Linked DNA regions of Mus musculus: region 2 is linked to region 1. Evidence: chromatin contacts called from public HiChIP or PLAC-seq data. All regions are on one chromosome and are shown on one strand. Each heading gives the region's core, a stretch centred on a gene start, on an enhancer-like site or on the middle of the called end of the contact. The rest is flanking DNA. Distances are from core to core; before and after follow the strand shown. Region 1 has its middle 9.2 kb from the start of Gm31469. Region 2 holds the start of Bnip2 (BCL2/adenovirus E1B interacting protein 2).

What was found. HiChIP or PLAC-seq counts read pairs in DNA pulled down with a chosen protein or histone mark.
Region 2: a contact with region 1 is called in an H3K4me3 HiChIP or PLAC-seq map of embryonic limb bud, with 4 times the contacts expected there. The contact joins the promoter of Bnip2 here to the enhancer-like site in region 1. A contact is called at or near these places in 1 of 15 datasets of contacts at CTCF or cohesin (CD8 T cells) and 4 of 115 datasets of contacts at active chromatin or transcription factors (embryonic basal ganglia, embryonic hindbrain, embryonic limb bud and 1 more).

The regions. Positions count from the first base shown.
Region 1 is chr9:69,680,342-69,683,222 of GRCm38.p6, reverse strand. No RefSeq gene overlaps it. Among named protein-coding and RNA genes, the nearest start is that of Gm31469, 9.2 kb to the right of the region's middle. Within about 2 kb of position 1,357, at least 24 of the 459 cell types and tissues checked have an H3K27ac peak or open chromatin away from gene starts, as enhancers often do. A contact at or near this core is called in embryonic limb bud, where this site is marked.
Region 2 is chr9:69,988,005-69,990,885 of GRCm38.p6, reverse strand. It overlaps Bnip2 (BCL2/adenovirus E1B interacting protein 2), which reads right to left and starts at 1,420. Exons shown (of 11, transcript NM_016787.4): 1 at 1,197-1,420.

The DNA.
Region 1 (2,881 bases), core at 108-2,607:
TGTTCAGCACTCTTCACCCATGTCACATGGTGTGACTTGATGACAGACAGCATTGGTTCCTAGTGTGTGACAGGCACACTTACAGTGCGCAAGCTAGTAGTATATCATGAACTCTCAACCAACACTGCCTGGCATACTTTGTCGCAGAATCAAGACTACAATATTTCCCTGTCAGCATCATCTCTTAGTATATAAGTATCAAGGTTTATCTTTGGGTTATACTCTGCTAGAATGCCTGATCTTCTAAAAATTGCTGATTGAGTTTCTTTTCTTTTTCTTTTAAAGATTTATTTCTTTATCTCTCAGATAAATCGAAGAGCTACATGCTCAGCACCTTTCAAGTTTGGCCCCACCTGCAAATAATGTGACTGTGTAAGACAAATACTTTATGATTTTTAAAATATGAAGGAAATTAGTTTGGTCTACTGAGAGGATGAACACTGACCAGGGATGAGGTATATATTTCAAGCACACAGCCCCAGTAACACACTCTTACTGCAACTAGAGCCTCCCTCCTAGTTTCCAGACCTTCCTAATAAGGCTGCCAAGTCCTGAATCCATCACCTGAGCATGTAGCTCAGTTCACAGAGCGCTTGCCTAGCGTGCACAAAGGCCGGGTTTCCATCCCTGGCTTCCCATAAACGGCACATTTCTGTAATCTCAGCACTTGTAGGGTAAAAACAGGGAGCTCAGACATTCAAAGACATCCTTGGCAAGTTCAAATCCAGCCTGGGGTACATGAGATACTGTCTAGAAAGAAAGGAAAGAAGATGGGAGGAGAGGGGAGCGGGGGGAAAAGAGAGGGGAGGGGAAGGGAAGGGAAGAGAGAAGAGGGGAGGAGAGAGGAGGAAAGGAGAGAAGGGAAGGGGAGGGGGAGGAAAAGAGGGGAGAAAAGGGGAAGGGAGGGGGAGGTGAATGGAAGGGAAGAGGGGAGGGGAGGAGAGGGGAGGGGAGGAGAGGGGAGTTTCAGTTTGGAGGAGGTCTCTGTGGTCCTAAAGTACCTGGCTTTTAAAGTCCTGCACAGCTAGGGTGTAAGAAACTCAGACAACAGTATCAATCTCATACAACCTTTGGACAGGGCCGTGTGTAAGTTAACACTAGCTTTGGCCACGTGATTGCTTCTCTCTTGGAAGCAGAAATAAAGACTCTCTGGGCTTCCCACCCAGGCCCTGGCTTTGAGCAGGCTGCAGCTGCCTCTGAGGTTGCTCTCTGGCCAGGATGTGATTGAAAGTTCACACTTTAAAAGTCCACTTAAGAGGATTTAAAAGAAACAACAACAGAAGCAGGTGGCACAGGAGTGACCTAGTCACCTTTTGCCCCTAGCACCATTTCAACAGCTGGGAAGACCTGGGCCAACCAGCCGTGCTGGACCATAAACCTCCCTGTGACGCCTGACCACCCGCTTCTGCTGTGAATAGAGTGCCTGGAAGGGACTCAGGCTAAAGCAAAATAACCTGCAACATGAGACACAGTCCCAGCTAGAACACAGGCACATGTGCAGGCAGGCAGAGTCTAATCTAAGGACCTGTAACTTAGGACCAAAGGTGTTTCTGCCAGCTCACTTGCCAAGCAGAGGTCCTGTGTTTGTGTCTTAGATCCGGTGAAGTGGACAGGAAGCCTGGCCGTTAGACTGCGTAAGCAGCTGTAATGTCAGGGACCTCAACCCACAAACAAAGCAGTTCAGGAATGAGCCCAGCTCAGGAATGAGCCCAGCTCAGGGCCTTTGTGAAGTTTAGATCTGGGAGTTAACATGTCACAACAGCAGGAGATCAGCAAGGACAATCGGGGGTGGGGGTGGGAGGATGTGAAGAGGCCCAAAACTTGATGATGTTCTCATTCAAAGGAAAGACTATTTGATCTTTAGAGATCATGTCTTCTATTTTGATATAAACTGCCAAATTCAAATGACATATGACATACGCCCTTCAGACTCCTTGCACACCATTTGGTCTCTTCAGTTCTGGGGTACCCATTCGAAGTGATTCTGAGGAGGATTCTTTATAACCGGGTTCTAACCAGGCTGGCTAGCCAGCCATTTGTGACAAGGACTGAGGTAAACTTGCAGAGCTGACACTTCTGAAGTCACAGACCTACCAGGAGTATGTAGCTCCCTACTTCCATGTAATTAGCAAACTTAGACAAAGGAATGAGGTTATGGGGGCCAGTGCTACAGGCTGGCCTTTCTATTTACTACTAGTTATTCAACTACTAGATATTATAAACAAAGTGTCACTCATTCCTGCTCCCTCTCCTGACACAGTGGCCCTAATGCCCCGCCAACTATAGTCTTAGAGACTCTTGTCTGCACTCAGCTCCTTCTCTTGTATCAAAATCATGCCAGTTCAATGACAACTGAAAGATAATGTCACCAAGAAGAGCAGGAAAACAAGGCTGTTCACCCTACTTCAAGCCATAAATGTCTTCACAGAAACCACCATCTTACATTCATCTTTAAAACTTAATTTATCAAGCACAGTGCCATGTATCTTTAATCCGAGCACTCAGGAGGCACAGACAGACAGGTGGATCTCTGTGAGTTCAAGACCAGCCTGTTCTACCTAAGTAGATCCTACCAAACAGACAAAATTTTAATTTAACATTTAAAAATGTATCATCTGTTTCCACAACCTGTTCACAAGGTTAGTGAACTTAATCTGTCCATAAAAATTCGATCTTGCGCTCTGCCGTCATATTATACACATGTATCAGATACATTCCCATAGATGCTGCAAAGAGGACAGACAGGCAGACAATTCATGCACAGGCATACTCAAGCATACTCACAGGACACACACACACACAATCACATACATACCCAATATACAAAGAGATACATACATGTGAAATCTCTTCATAGAGTATCTTTTAGTTATTCTTTGAT
Region 2 (2,881 bases), core at 171-2,670, 310 kb before region 1:
AATTCAGTCCCTACGCTATGCACATGTCACATTTCCTAGTCCAGCAAGTTAGAAAAGACCTAAGAATGGCATTGAGAGATAGAGATTGATTAAGAACCAAGCCAAAAAAATAATGTGCGAGGCAACCAAACATTGGTAACTTCATGTATGGGTAACTAAACTAGATAACTTCAACTCTAACTTTGAAGGAACACCCACTCATGAATTACAGAGTTTCTACAAGTGAAGGCTAGAGGAGTGGGTCAGTAGTTAAGCATGCTTGCTGCTCTTCACAGGAGCCTATTTCGGTTCCCACCACAACAGCCTATAATGCTAGCAGCTCCAGGGGTTCCGATGCCCTCTGCAGTCGCCTATACCACATGACAAGACACATTAAAAAAAAAAAACCTTTGAGAAAAAAAACCCTCTACAATTAAAGGATTCTAATAAATCATAAGAAAACGTGCATTTCATTGAAGATGGGAATTCAAGTATAAGGGAAAACATCCTAATTAAAAGTGACGCAAAAGAAAGCAATACTAAGATGCAATTGCAGATGAAAGGCACTTTTATAGAAATACTTTGATAAACACTGCAAAAGTTGTGTCCTCATAGAGTTCCTAGGACAAAGGAAGTTTCGAAGTAACGTAATATAGATCCAAATAAGTTTCTGCTTGAACGTGAACAGACTTAGGAAGAATTCTCCAGTGGCATCGCATGCATACAGCAATCCAAAGCATCCTAGCCGGTATTTAAATGAAGAGGTTAAGTGTCTGAGAACAGCCAAGGATCAGGCATTGACGTACACACCCTACAATAGGATATCACACTCAGGAAGGTTCAAGAGAGCCCTGATGACTTATAGGATGCTGTCTGTGTATGCTGTCTGCGTCCATCCCCCCGAGGCTATGGGGTGCACTACACGCCCAAGTTTCTTTGTTCTGCTCTGGACTGACGCCGGTTAGGAACACGGAACAAACGAGGCTAGGGGAAGCCAGGAACCGGGAGGTTCCGCTCCAGGCTTTCGGGCCACAGACGGAAAAAGGAAGGGGGCGAGAGCCTGGCACCAGCGTCCGAGGCAGGGCGGGGCCCGGCAGCGCTCGGACCCGGAACGCGAACGCGCCAGTCCACGGCCGCCACCCCCGCCTGGCCTGGCCGATCCTCCCGCAGCCCTCCGGCTGTGCCGTAGCCCGGCCCGCTACCCAAGCCGTGCTCACCCCGGAGGAAGCCGCGGCCCCCTCGTCCTCTTTGCCCCTCCAGGCCGGCGACGTGGGGCTGACGGCCAGGTCGCAGAAAGCGGCGCCGGGCAGAGCCCGCTGCCCTTGGTCGGCTGTGGAGACGGGGCCCAGCTTTTCCCGGACGATCTTAGTTGCAGTCCGGGCGGCTGCAGCTGACCCGGATTCAGTGCGTACGCCCCGGCGGAAGTGACCACCTCCGGACCGGCGCCGGGCGCGGCCGAGGGAGGAAGCGGGGGCGGGGCGTTTTCCTAAAATCCTCGGCGGGCTTCCTCTCTGCGCATGCGCAGCCGTGAGCCCTTCTGTCCCGGGCCAGCTAAGGCTTTGGCTTGCTGCTGGCGAGGGAGGAGGAGGGCGCAGCTTTCTAAGGCTCACGCACTTAACGTTACTGTAGGGACCTAACCTCGCTGTCTTGAAAGAGCTATTCGTTTCTCTCTGTTTTCCTTTACTTGACATTATATTAACTATATTACAGAGTGAATGAAAAGGGGGTGAAAAATAGTCGATGTCTTATGTACGATAGCCAGGTCCTAGAAGAATCTACTTTGATAGAATTTTCCGACGTGAATAGTTTTTCTCTCCAGTAATGCTTCTGAGAGAGTAATAAGTACCCCACCCCTCTCCTCCCCAGACTCCTCTCCTGTGTTCCGAGTTGGCCTTGAATTCCTTCCAGTGTATCTGAAATAACCTTGAAAACTAATTTTCCTGCCCCAGTCTCCAGAGAGCTGAGATTATCTACATGATTGTTACCACATTGTGGTAGAGATAGAGACAACTTAGGGCTTCCTGACTGCTGCTAGGTAGGCACTCTATTATCTGAACTTTCCGTTCCCACCATGTGGTTGCTGGGATTTGAACTCCGGACCTTCCGAAGGTCCCGAGATCATAGGAAATTTCATTACGATTCACGACTGTAGCAATATTACTGTTCTGAAGTTGCAACGGAGTAATTTTGTGGTTGGGGGTCTCCACAACATGAGGAACTGTACTAAAGGGTCCCAGCTTTAGGAAAGTTTAGAACTATTGCTTTAAAACATGCTTTTCCCAGTTATTTGTGGGTCCTATCTTGATGACGTAGAAAAAATGAAAATAAAAGTGAAGTCAGTAAATGTAAAATATTTTATTATCACAGTCAACAGTCCTAAAATTGGCTGTCGTAAAAAAAAAAAATCCTCAAAAAGGGGGAGGAGGGGATAAGAGGTTTGTGGAGAGGAAACTGGGAAGGGGATAACATTTGAAATGTCAATAAATAAAATAACCAATAAAAAATTCTCAAAAGATCTCAACTTCTGTACTTTTCTGTGTGGGCCATTAACAATTTTTTTGAATGGCTTCCGTCTATGAGCTGTCCTTTTAAGCAGCTTCAAGGGGCTGTTATTTTGGAGGGCAAGGTCATCCCTCTTAGAAGTTGAACGTGCTCAACCTGTCCAGAGAGCTAGTAGGTAACTATTTGGGCAAGCCTATTACTCCTAAAAGGAATGGTGAAGTCAAAACTATTTTAAATGGATCCAAAACACAGTTCTTTAGAGATACAGTTTAGATTTGTTCTCTGTTGGCAGAGAGTTAAGAGCTCTGTGACTTACCTATAAAATGGAGAAAAAAATAATGCCCGCCTCATGGGGCTTTTGAGACAGAACAGTACATGTATCTGAGATGGGCGCTTGGAA